Regions from separate parts of the Mus musculus genome. Here region 2 is linked to region 1. Evidence: chromatin contacts called from public Hi-C data. All regions are on one chromosome and are shown on one strand. The core of a region is the stretch at or near the end of the contact, and the rest is flanking DNA. Distances in the headings are between cores, read along the strand shown. Region 1 has its middle 17 kb from the start of Btg1. Region 2 has its middle 73 kb from the start of Gm33897.

The links. Hi-C and Micro-C count contacts between places; a contact is called where the count stands out from the background.
Region 2: a contact with region 1 is called in a Hi-C map of double positive thymocytes, with 2.8 times the contacts expected there. The contact joins two enhancer-like sites. A contact is called at or near these places in 2 of 39 promoter capture datasets (hippocampal neurons and neutrophils), 7 of 484 Hi-C or Micro-C datasets (the AML12 cell line, CD4 T cells, CD8 T cells and 2 more) and 2 of 115 datasets of contacts at active chromatin or transcription factors (differentiating embryonic stem cells and double positive thymocytes).

What each region holds. Positions count from the first base shown.
Region 1 is chr10:96,630,888-96,637,644 of GRCm38.p6, forward strand. No RefSeq gene overlaps it. Among named protein-coding and RNA genes, the nearest start is that of Btg1, 17 kb to the left of the region's middle. Within about 2 kb of position 3,769, at least 70 of the 459 cell types and tissues checked have an H3K27ac peak or open chromatin away from gene starts, as enhancers often do. A contact at or near this core is called in double positive thymocytes and regulatory T cells, where this site is marked.
Region 2 is chr10:96,784,979-96,791,735 of GRCm38.p6, forward strand. No RefSeq gene overlaps it. Among named protein-coding and RNA genes, the nearest start is that of Gm33897, 73 kb to the left of the region's middle. Within about 2 kb of position 2,438, at least 51 of the 459 cell types and tissues checked have an H3K27ac peak or open chromatin away from gene starts, as enhancers often do. A contact at or near this core is called in double positive thymocytes and regulatory T cells, where this site is marked.

The sequences.
Region 1 (6,757 bases), core at 2,519-5,018:
CTCCAGCTTTACCAGCAAGTGCTCCCCCCACCCCCTATGAGCCATCCCTCCTATCTAGGCCTTGCATTTCTCGTGTGTGATCTTATTCGATAGGACATTTTTAATGTCAAGGGTCTACTACTTAGACTGACTCTTTAGAAGATGCTAAAATTAGATTAAAGATTGTACATTTTAAAATATGTATCAAGGGCAGAGCATTTTTTTCTTTTATTGTCATTTGAAGATAACAACAACAACAACAATAATGCCCTCTGCTTTTAGAGAGGAATGTGAAGAATCAAGCAAAATGGCTGACGGGTCGGTTCTGGGACAAGGACATACAGAGTCGTATAGCACTGTGTGTGGTCCATACATTAAAGGCACTCAGGGCATTGTTGCTGGGGTAGGGGTGGGAACAGGTTGCTATTTTAAGTAAAAAGGTCAGGCATGACCTCCTTGAGAAGGTCACATTTGAGCAAGAAAGCTTGGCGACCAAAGGAACAGCTTTGGAGAGAGAATCTGGGGAAAGAAGATTCTGTTCAAGCGATTAATCGAATTCCATCCTCATTCCCGGGCTTGTGATCCCACATCTGGACCCTCTCTGTGATAGTGTCAGCTAACCTGCTTTCTGCCAGCCTTCCCTCCTGATCGTTGGTTTCTGCAGGAGTCAGCACATCTCTGATTACTGGAAAGCCTTAGCAGTAATTTTCCCCCCTAAGCCTTCCTTTCCACTTTGCAGAAAATTGCAAATCAAACCAGACAGCCTGATAAGATGAGGTAAACTTTAAAAAGTAATTCTGATTCCTTTAAAGTTCGACATCTGCAATAAATATGAAATGAGATTTACTGCTCGGGATAATGATACAAGCAAGGGAAGAAAACAAAAACCGTGTCTCGGTAACTGGAAAATTCAGTTATCCCAAGAAATCTGTTCTAGAGCATCCAGGATTACAGTAAAGGCTCTTGTTGTCATCTCAAGACCTTGGCATTCGTGTGTATGCGATAAGAGTAAGGGTACATCGCCTTCGTCATACAATAAATAATCTTGGAACACTTAGCTTCTCTTTCGTTTATTAGTGGCTATGTGTGTGTGTGTGTGTGTGTGTGTGAGTGCACATGCCACTGCAAGTATGCAGGTCAAAAGACAAATTTTGTGACCTTTTCTTCCACCTTCTATAGGTTCCAAAGATCAAACTCAGGTTGTCAGGAATCTTTACCCTCAGAGCTATCTCACCATAAAGCGCCTTCTTAAGTTACTGGCAGGGTCACATGGCCTATTGAGTTACAGAGTTTCAATGTTAAGATTTGTCTATGTGCATATTGTTTTATTCTTGGTTCTATTTTTTTCACGGTTAGAATTTTTTGTTTTGATTTAAAAAAAAAGATGTATTTCTATTTATGTGTATGCAAGTGTATCTATGCCACATGTACACCTTACCTTGAATAGGCCGGAAGAAGCAGTTTGCTCCCCTGGAGCTGGAATTATAGGAAGTGAGTTGTGAGTTGCCAGGTGGGTGTGTCATCTGAATTTGGGTCCTCTAGGAGAGCATCGGGCAGGCAGGCAGGCAGGCAGGCATCCTTCTTACCCTCAGCCACCTGTCTCTCCAGCCACCAGTGTGTTTTGCTTTTAAAACAGGGTGTCATGTATCCCAGGCTGGCCTTGAATTAACTGAGTAGCCAAGGACATGCTTGAACTTCTGACGATCCTGTCTCTACCCCACCACGGGCTGGGATTACAGTCACCTGCAACACTGCTAGTTTATGAGGGATTGGGGATAAGCGTAGGGGATAATGCTAGGCAGGCAGTCTAGCGTCTGACCTATGCTTGCTCCCAGCCTAGTAGTTGTTTGTTTGAGATGGGGATCTTTCTGCATATCCCTAGCAGTCCCGGAAAAACTCATTACCTGGCCTCCACCTCACAGAGCTCACCCTGCCTCTGCCTCTCGACTGCTGGGATTAAAGGCTTGCACATCCACCTCTGGCTCTTGTTTTTGTCTCTGAGGTCTTGTTACATAGCCCCGGGCTCATACCCCGCTTGCTTCAGTTTCCCAAGAGCTGGAACTTCAGGCATGAATAACCAGCTTTGGTCTGAAGATTTTAAAGTATTTCCGTGATTCATTCACTTGGTACTTTCTAAAATAGATTTCACCATGACTTCTGTCCTGGTTTCACTCCTTAGCCCAAGAAGTGAGATTCATCGTTCCTACCCACACTGGCTGGATTAGTTCTCTCTAGGTGGCCTTCCTTTGACTCCAGAGGGATGGCCTGAGCACTTGGTGTGTTGACATAGAGATTAAACCACTGTCGTGACTCTCGCCACCTCTGTGAAAGTCTGAAATGGAGGCAGAAAGATTTTCTGGATCTTACAAAAGGATCCCCTTTTAACATTTTCCAGTTTTGAAAATAGTTTTTTTTTTTTTAATGTATTCATTCTATGGTTTCATTTTCTGGTTTCTGATTGTGGTTTCCCCTCCCCCCACTCCTCCCAGTTCCTCCCAACCTCTCCTCTCCCCTGGATCCACACCAAAAGGATGCTTCTTAAAGTCGTAGATATTGACAGATAATTGCGACCACTTGACTAAGAATGAGATAAGGTTGTAGAGAAAGAGAGAAAGGAAGAAAGAATGGGAGGGAGATAACACTAAATATTGGTAGTCATGGTATTTAGATTACATGCAGAATCAGAAATTTTACCCACATGAACATTTACCAAAGGTGACAGGAGACCTGTATTTATCTGGGGGCATGGGTATTTGAGTATATGCTTAAATCCCCAAATCTGTTCTCATAAACACTGTGCAATTATCTAAAAATTTGCTTCAACACCAGTATGTGTGTTTGCCTAATGATAACAGGCCCACAACCAAAATTCCCCAATGTTAAATTTGGCAACACAAGAAAAATAACCATGTTAATTTGAACCTTAGCACCATGGATACCGGCGGTGATTACGGCCTGGTGAACCTGCTAATATTTGCTTCCACAGTCTGTGTTATGTCTCCCAGAAGGTTTCCCAGATGCTTCACTGTGTCTCAAAAGTTGATTCTCTTGATCAAAATGCTGGCCAGGATCCTCAGGCTATGAGAAGTGTTTTTGCCCTTGGTTTTCCTGGGAAATGTCCTGCCTCCATTTCACTGTTTTCCCCTTCTTCCCGCCCACTCAAGCTGAACTTCTCTAGTTAGGAGAATACTCTGCTGTAGAATGAAAGAGAAACACGCCTAAATGTGTGGTTGGGCAGAGTTATTTTTAAATTTAAATCTAGCATAACACTGTTATACAGTAAACTCCTGGTAAAGCTAATTGAAATGGAACTACTTAGTTGGCTATTTCACAGTTCAAGATTTCGGAGTGTTTGGGTGAAAATATTATCTAAGTGTGTGGAGTGTGTAGGCCTTTGCCTACATTTATGTTTATAATTTTCAATGACGATTTTATTTCACTAGAAATTTATTTCGAGGGTTCGGGGGTGGGGGTGGCTATAGGTGTTTGCTGGAGGGTAGGGTGAGTACAGTTAGCATTGGAAAGACTATGTAAGGGCAGGGAGATGGTTTGGAAGGTTGAGGTGCCTGCTGCCAAGCCTAATGACCTGAGTTCAATTCCAGGGGCCCACAGTGGCAAAAGAGAACCCACTCAAAAGTGTGCATCTGACCTCAACATGTGCACTGTGGCTCAACACACACACACACACACACACACACACACACACACACACACACAGTGTGCAACGACATGTGGTGGGTGCCACAGAGCACATGAGGAGATCAGAGGACAACTTCTGACAGTTGGTTCTCTCTTCTTTGATGATGTGGAATCTAGAGATCGGAATCAGGTTATTGGGTCAGGAGGCAAACACCTTGACCCACCAAACCATCTCACTAGCTCTACTTATTTTTAAGGCAGAATCCCCATGTATAGGCCAGGATGGCCCAGAATTCCTGATCTTCCTGGCTCTGTGGCCCATGTGCTGGGGTTCCAAGTGTGCTCCACATCTTCCTGCAGTGTGATGAGAGGTGAGAGCAAGGATGTGTGTTTTGCAGTACACAATACCACGAAGCCTCCACAGCTACTAACTGTTCTCCTATCCTATCTGTGGTGCTGAAGTAATGATTTTCTGTTTACACACCTCAATGTCTCTTCATTTTTAGTCTTTGCTTTCTTGTTTTTGATTTAAAATTTTGGTTTGGTTTGGTTTGGTTTGGTTTGGTTTCCAGTTTGAATCTCTACCCTACTTCCCTCCCCTTCTCCCACGTAAAACAAGGTTTTGCTGGACTCGTTTGGCTGGGCTGGAACTTACAGTGTAGAACAGGCTGGCCTCCGGGTGATCTCTGGTATCCTGGGATTAGGATGTATGTCATACCACCGCACCCTTCCTTCTTGCTTGTGTGTGTGTCTGTGTGTCTGTGTAGAGCCCTGGGGTTGTCTGCTCCTCAGGATACTTTTTGAGGCAGCTTCTCACACTGAATCCCTTTCAGGACCTGCCTTTATTTCATGGCCAGCAGGTCCCAGGGTCCTCTTTGTTTCTGCCTCTCAGTGCCAAAGCTGAGCATTCTGAGAGGTCTGAATTCAGGTCCTCAGACTTACACATTGGGCACTTGACTGCACCAGCTGGCCAGTCCCTACTCCTACTTTTAATGTGGAAAAATCCTCCTCTTCTTTTCTCCCCTCATATCTTCTCCCTTAGGGACCCAAGGATCTCAGGGAAGCAGAGAGCTGATTACCCTGGAGACCACGGGGCCTTCCTCTGAGAGAGAGAGAGAGAGAGAGAGAGAGAGAGAGAGAGAGAGAGAGAGAGAGAGAGAGAGGGTGATTAATGGTAAAAAAATGCTTCCTGTGAAACAGCCAGTCAGCAAAGCTCTCAGAAAACCCTCTCAGGGACCAGGTGCTGAGCATCTCTTGACAGGGACGGCTCCGTGGAGGAAATGGGAGATGAACACGGGCTGTAAACTCTGGCTATAAATGGAGGGAGATTTGGAGCCCTGGAGAATGAAGGTTTGTTTAGTGTCTTCCCTATTATGAGCCCAGTTGCTGAGTGTAGATAGAATTCTTTCTCCTGAACATAAACTTTGGAAGTTCACTGGGAGAAGGAAAAAAATAGATGGAGGTTTGCAGAACTTGTCTGACTGAAAAAAAAAAAAAGAGTTAAGTTTTTGTCCTATAGTGATCGAAACATCTTTCTATTGTTTTTTTAAAAAAAAAAGTGATGCTTAGAAATTGAAAAAAAAAAATTCAGACCGAAAGTTGGGCTCTTCTGTGCTAGGTTCCTGAGTTCTGCAGAGTAGAGACCTAGTTGGCTGAGTATACACTCTGTTAAATATTTTAAGTTATTTGGTTGTTGTGTTTTCATTTTTCAAAGATTCGTTTGTCAAGATGAATTCTCAGTTCCTACTCGAAGACTCGAATTCCTTCGTTAAAACAAAAGAACCAGGAAACAATAAGTAGGATACATCACCGGAAGTGAAAGGGGACCCAGACAGAAGGGATAGCTGGGGTGGAAGGGACAGCACACTGGGTAAAGATGCTTGCAGGCGCTCTATGGGAACTGGGGAATATGAGTTCTACCCTCACAAACTACTTAGAGGTGAAAGGTGAGAACCAACTCTACAAAGTTGTCTCCTGATCTCCACACATGTGCCTTGGTATATCACCTCCCCCAACTCCCCTTCACACATGGACACACAGCTACACACATGGACATATAAGAGTAATAATACATCATTTAAATCACCATAATGTTATAATACCAAAATCTCATAGCTGTTTTGTTTTGTGTTTTGCATTCAGCCACACATCATTTCTTGTAGACAGTTGTTTTAGAGGCCAAGGAAATACGTCTCAGCCAGGCATGGTGGCACACTTTTGTAATCCCAACCCTAGAGGCTGAGACAGAATGACTGTCAATCCTGTAAACTACATAGTAGCACCCTGCCTCAAATAAAGAAAATACTAAACAAGCGAGCAAATCTGTCCTTCATTGATTTTATTGTTCTTCGTGCTTTTAAATCCTATTCGTTTTATCTTTGTCAGTGGCTTTCCAGGTTCTCCATAGCAGGCACATATGTGTGTGCTCTCTCTCTCTCTCTCTCTCTCTCTCTCACACACACACACACACACACACACACACACACACACACACACACACACTCCTTCTCTAGCACATTGCCTCAAGATAGAAATCAAGTCAAGTAAGTACTGAGTCAGATAAGGCACTTCTGTAAGGGTAAAGAAGGAAGTCACAACAGTTCTCTCCTTCTGTAATAGAAGGATGAACATGTCCGTGCTTTTCCAGGCCTCTCTTTCAAGAAGCTTGGTGCCCAAAGAGGAGCTTTGAGGATTAAACCTGTAATCCCTCCTCCTCTCATTTATGCAGTGTGGTTCCTCTCCAAGGGTCCTCTAGTCACAAGAGTAGAACTGGGTCCATTTTGTTTCTTAAAATCCTTTCTGGATTTCTTTGGTTTTGGTTTTGGTTCTTTTTCCCATTTCTTTATGGCTTTTTAAAAATTGGCTTTATTTTGGTTTTAGGAAAGGAAAATAAAGCTCCCGATAGCTTCTCTCTTGAATGAGAAAAAGGAAAACCATGAACACAGTAACCTTAGGATCAAGAAGGAAACAGGTTTTCAGCGAGTGATGTGGTCAGTAGAGAATTTAGGATCTGGAATGACCCTGAATGAAAAGATCTGGAAATATTTATCCCTTCTCCTTTCTATTTATTTTCCACTCCCCTGGCTTCTCTCCTAGACTGACTCTATTTGTAGCCCAGGCTACTCTCAATCCTTCCCCA
Region 2 (6,757 bases), core at 1,188-3,687, 150 kb after region 1:
AAAGGATAAGAAGCAAGTGCAGAATTCTTGATACAGAAGTTATCATTCAACAACCAAGTGCAAATAAGAACTTTCCAAGCAAACAAAAAAACGAAGTCCTTTACTTGGTTTACAAAAAAATATTGAAGGAAGTTCTTCATGGAGAAGGTGATGAAACACACACGCCAGGAAAACCTGGATCTCTAGACACATGAAGATGACTCATATGCCTAGATAATCACAAATAGTAGTAGTCTGGCCCACTCAGTGCATAGAACTTGTGTGATATCTAACAGCACAAAGTGTACAGTTCAAAGCTTGCACCAACTGTTAGCCTAGACAGATGCTAATTAAATATGGATTTGATACTTTAAAGGAGTGCATTGTAAACTTTACCTCCACTGCAGACACGTTTGTGAAGACTTTAAGCAACAGTAACACTAGTCACCTCTGGCTTCTGAGGACCCCCCTCTGCCCGCAGCCAATTTTGGTGAGACATATTCATTTTTAAGAGAACAGCAACACATATGAATATTTGTAAGTATACTACAGGAATTTCTTGAATCTGTTCAATTTAATTAAAAATTTTAAATTAGATCACAGAGTAACAGATTTCTTTGTGGCATTTTCAGGCATACTTTATCAATTTAGATTCATTTTGATTTCTCCCCAACCCCCAGACTATCTCCCCATTGCTGTCTTTTCATATGCTTTCATCGACAGTATTCTCCCTTCTCATGTATTATTTATTGTGTTGTATTTCTTCTTTACCATATACCTTTAAACCCCATTATCCATCTCTACTTTAAACAATATAACAATGGCAGGAACCACAATATCATTCCTTTTAACTTATGTAAAAAGCCTCAAATTGGAATTACTATTTTCTTTGGGTCTAATAAATCCATCCTTGATAATTTCATACTATAGACAGATTATTGAAAGGGAATATACATTTTTTAACCGTGAAACTCTGTATACCTGAGATACAGACTTACAATTTGCATAAAAATAGGCCAAATCCCACAATGGTGTTATACTAAAACACCCTGCTTATCTATATTTGAAGAAAATTGATTTGAACATGAAACTTGCAAGGCACAAATGTCACCTGGAAAGCCCCTTCCCAATAACACACACAGATTTCATCTGCAGAGTACACATTATACCACCTGAGCCAGGAAATAAATGAATGTGTTTAATAACATGATCTATCAGACAGTAGAAAAGCCACAAGCTTATCCCAATAATAACATATAGAATCAACATAAAATTAGATGTGATTACAGTTCAGAGAGAGGAAAACAGTTCTGAAATAAAGATTTCACTTGGTTTCTCTATGTTCATAGTCCTTGTGTCTCAATTCTGAGAAAGTGAACATGAAAAGCATGGCAAAATCTGGCCACTAATTATATAATACACACTCAGTTATTCACGGGCTTTGTGATGGCTTGTTGTTTTCATGGCCAACACGAAACCTCCAGCTTAAACACATTTTGTGTTAGGCTGAAATCGAATGTAGGCTTGTTCAAGTTGCTTAACATCCTTGAACTTCTTCATCAAACTGGTAGAATTCTTAAAGAGTTTTCCGCGTATAAAAAAAAATACAGGTGGAATGTGTGGCTTGGTGTTTGATGTGCAGCACATGACAGGGAGATGGATATTATTATCATGATGGGAGAAATAACGACAACTAAGAGTCTAGAGAACTTAGTGGTGCTCTTCATTAAGTAGCTGACTGTTACCTTAGGTACTGTGGTCTCTGGGCTACAGCTTCCTCATCTTTGAACTGTCGAAGGTGGAATCATCAAGGTGAGATGTTTCTCCTTTGGGTTGTCTGAGAAAGGCTCTCAATCTGGAGCTGAGGGGTTTTGATCTGGTGATTATTTTGCTTCCACCTCCTGAATGTTGGGATTGTAAGAATGCACCACCAACCATGATTAATTCAAGTGCCTTTATAGTAATCAAATTGTCTGTCTAGATTTTGTTTCTTGTTGTTGGAATAAAACATTCTGTCTGAACAACTTAAGGGAGCAAAGGTCTATTTAGCTTAAAGTTTCAAGTCCCAGATCATCGTTTTGGGGAAGTCAAGGTGTGAACTTGAAGCTGCTCGTCACCCCCACAGTCAATAGCACAGAGAGAATGGATGCTCAGGGAACGATGTGCTTCTCTTTTAGGTTGGGTATTTTCCTATCCCTTGATACATAATTCAATCCTCAGGGTTATGCCCATAAGCCCAGGTCACTTAGACAATTCCTCACTGAGACACATCCCCAGTGACTCTAGGTTGTGTCAAGGTGACAGTTAAGAACTAACCACTGCATTCTCTTGTGTGAATGGAATCTTAGGCAAAATGCTGCTGTTTGAAAGCCATGCAAACAGAGCCGCTGAGTTGGTTAAAGTCGTAAAGTTAGAGCTTGATTACTTGTAACCACTTCCTGCGCCTGCCTGTGGCACCACAGAGCGTTAGGCAGGTGATTACAAGACACTTGAGAAGGTTTCCTGTATAATGCTGTTTGAACTGTGTATTGAGCTGGTGAGCTTTTGTTCAATGATTTATTCGCCAGTTCCAGAAAGGGACAGATGAATCTTCATAAGACTGTAACAGATGTGAACTATCAATTTTACTGGTTTAATAAATTTAATGACTGTATTAGGGTTTTGTGTTTTTGTTTTTGTGACAACTTGTGGAAGAATTTATTTTGGTTTATGGTTCCGGGGGGTTTAAGAATGGACCATGGTAGGAAGGTTTATCAGTAAGAGGCAGACATGTCAGTCAGCAGAAGCAGGAAGCTGAGAAATCCTATCTTTAAGCCCAAACATGAACTAGAGAGAACAGGCTGTAAGTGGCTCTGAGCTCTCAAACCTTACCCTCAGTGATATCCTTCATTCAGAAGGACTCCCCCTAAAGAGGGTTATATAGCCTTCCCCAACACTGATACCAGCTGCAAACTAAGTATTCAAATACTTGAGTCTATGGGAGACATTCTTAAATTCATACCACTCTGGTAACTCAATCAATTGTTCAGCACTCATAGTATCAAAGACTAAATCAATGTCCCATAATTGTTGTGTATATAGAGAAATTTTTAGTTATACCCTATACAATTATATAATTATCATAACTAGAAATATTTGAATATATATGTCTATATATATATATGTATATATATGGATGACCTGCCATTTCCTTTTCATGTGGATGATGTCATCAAATTCATATCCACCAAAAAAAGAACTCTCAGATAATCTTGTTGATAATTACTACTTTTGGGGGGAGATCCTTAATTCTTAATTGGGTTTAAAATAGTAATGTATACTGTGGGTTCTGATGTCAGTTTATCTTCAAATATCCCTTTGAGGGTGGTGCCTTTATTCTCATTTAATAGGTTTGGAAAATGTAGCTCATATTTGAGAAAGCTACTTGGAGTCACATGGTGTTTAAATATCGAAGCCCAGGTTTCCTGATTGCACTCCAGGGCGCTTTCCACGAGTGACAGGGGCAAGAGGACAATGTGCAGCCTTATCTTTTTCGAATGTGCTCTTCCTGATTTGCTGAGAGTTTTAAGCAGTTCAGAGAACTGCTCTGAACCATGCAATGACATACAGTCAATAAGCATTCAGGGCACTCTGAATTGTTCAGAGGCATAAATGGGTAAATACTCTTCACATTTTAAATGATAGTGAAAACATTTGCATTCTGATATTAATATTTATTGATTTTTTTTGAGGTTCAGTGAATAGTTTTCATGATAATTCCTCAATCTTCAGAGAAAACCTGCATTCATAAATAACAAATTATGTCATTACCCACATCTGCTCTCATTTTCTATAGGCTTCAAAATCTCTATTCATCACGGGAGCCAAAAGAAGTGGGTACCCACCGGTTTCTCCATCAAATTCTGGCCCATCTTCCTGCACATAATTCTTATTTGAGAATGCAATGCTTATTCAAAATAAATACGGGACATACTAAACTATGTGATTAACATGCAATGAGTCTCAGATTCCATTTACTTATGGAAATCGAGTCAAATCTAACATGCTAGCAACACTATTGTGAGGTCAGCTTCCTGATGAGGCCATTGGATCTGCAGGAGTTACCACTCTGATACCACATTAGCACATCATTAGCTTGAACCGTGCCACAGCAGTATGAAAATTAGGCATTTTCATTTTTCAAAAGAGACAATAGCAACTTTCCCTGCTTCTTACATTCATTTTTAAAGATGAGACTGTTGATGGAAGATGCATGAAATGAAGTAATATTTGAAATTATTAACAAGGAGCTTTCTCAGAAGATGCATGCCTTTGGAAACTAAATTTAAGGTGTGTATATATATTTTAAAAGATGAGCTCTATTATGCTAAATTTCTGATATACTTTTGTTAGCTGGTTTTTTTTTGAAGTAAGATAGGTCAGAAATAATCATACAAAGACATTTTATAGATTAAAGTTACTCACTGAAGCCATATTTTAAAACATCGAATGAGGGAATGTAAAAGCCCTTCATTTATTAGCAGCTGGTAAAATTCTCTTTCTAAAGGCTGGCATGCATATTTTATTTTACTTTTACGATAATTTTGAGCTGTATAATATTTTGTAACTCTAAACACACTAGAACACATATTAGCAGTCTTTAACATATCAACTATGAATGGCCAGAACAAATATTTTGTATCTTCATCTTATAAATTAAGAAACTGGATTTTGCTTGGCATGGTGGTACGCACCTTTAATCCCAGCACTTGGGAGGCAGAGGCAGGCGGATTTCTGAGTTCGAGGCCAACCTGGTCTACAGAGTGAGTTCGAGGACAGCCAGGGCTACACAGAGAAACCCTTTCTCGAAAAACCAAAAAAAAAAAAAAGAAGAAGAAGAAGAAACTGGATTTTAGTTTTTCCTAGAATCCATAAATCTATTACTCTTAATTTTTGAAATGAATATTTTAATGATATGCAGCGCATTAACCATATTTTACAAACCCCTAGTTACAAAAACTTGTTGATTTACCAAAAGGAGAAACTTGTGCTCGGTTGGTGTTTACTTTGCCTCTCTTAACCTCAGACAAGTTTTTTATTGCTATTTTATTTTGTTTTTTTCTATTTCTTTTTAGTTAGATATTTTCTTTATTTACATTTCAAATGTTATCCCCTTTCCTAGTTTGCCCTCCGAAAGTCCCCTATACCCTTCTCACTCCCAATGAAGGGAGGTAGAGAAAGTACCCAAGGAGCTGAAGGGGCTTGCAGCTCCATAGGAAGAACATCAATATGAGTTAACCAGTACCCCCAGGGCTCCCTGGAACTAAACCACCAATCACAGAAAACACATGGTGGAACTTGTGGCTCTAGCTGTATATGTAAGCAGAGGATGGCCTCTTAGGTCATCAATGGGAGGAGAGGCCCTTGGTCCTGTGAAGGTTCTATGCCCCAGTATAGGGGAATGCCAGGACCAGGAATGAGAGTGGGTGGGTTGGGGAACAGGGGGAGGGGGAGGGGATGGGGGAGTTCCAGAGGCGAAACCAGGAAAGGGGATAATATTTGAAATACACACAAAGAAAATATCTAATTAAAAAAAAGAAAAATACTCTTATCTTTTTACAATAGGACATTGGAAGAACTCGCTGCTCAAAGCCACAATTGCTACATTTAACAAACTTGGAGTAATCACCATTTCTTACAAAAAGAAAACTGAGACAATTCATACAAATACGTTTGTGGTGTGCTTAGAACATGGCACCTCTCTACAATATCTGATTGCTATTTTTTTATTCTTATTAATGTAAAAAACATAAAAAATAAACTATAGAAAAAGTATTTCAGATCACAAGCAATTTCTATAATTACAGCTTGATGTTAAATGTCACTTTTATTTAGATTAATTTATTTGTTCACAATTGTTTCTTCTTTTCACACCCAGGGTTCAATTCCTTTTTTGGTGACCCATGAGTAGTGACCTGCTTGCCTTTGCAAGACATACTTTGCCTTTATGGTTGTTCCTATGTGTCAGTTTTGCTGGAAGGAGATGCTCGCCATTGCCACTATGGACTCTGATGCTGGCTTGATCGCCTCTGCTCCCTTGTCTTCCCAGTGGTGTTTAGGATCCTCTGTAAGCCCTACTTTACTGTTCATTGAATATTAGGCACCAGTATATGAAGACTTACCTGTTTATTCTGTTTGGTATTTGGCAGGCCTTTTAAGCTGGATACTCACGTATTTATTTATTGAAGCAAACGAACAAAATGCAATTATTTCACCATTTCCTCTTTTACCATCCTCTGCAACGCTTATTAAATATACTTTAGAATAACTCATTCTGTAATTCAAGGCCTATAAAGCTTCTTCGGAATATTTTTTTCCATCATTTGAAGTTTCCATTAAATATTTTACCTGCATACTGGGTGATTTTCTTTGATCTATATTTACATATTCTCTCTCTAGCTGTGCCCGCTCTCGCCTCTCCTTTCTTTTTTAAATAATTAATTTGTTTAATATTATTTTTTTCTGTTCTTTTTCTTCTTGAACACTTAAATGTTTCAATTTAAAATTGCAATTTCTTGGCATATTCTTTGAGTTTGATTTCTTATCTTTGCTTTTCTTCTGACCCTTCCCATTTAATCTCCTTTGAGTATTTCACTATCTCCCCCACTCCCACCCCCGGAAACACAGTTTGGGATGGAGCATGTTACTACAGTGTTCTAAATGGTAGCCAGCATCATAATATCTAGTGAAGAGGAGTCGCAGCCCAACGTTTGCTCATGCTCTGGGCTTGGAAGCTCCA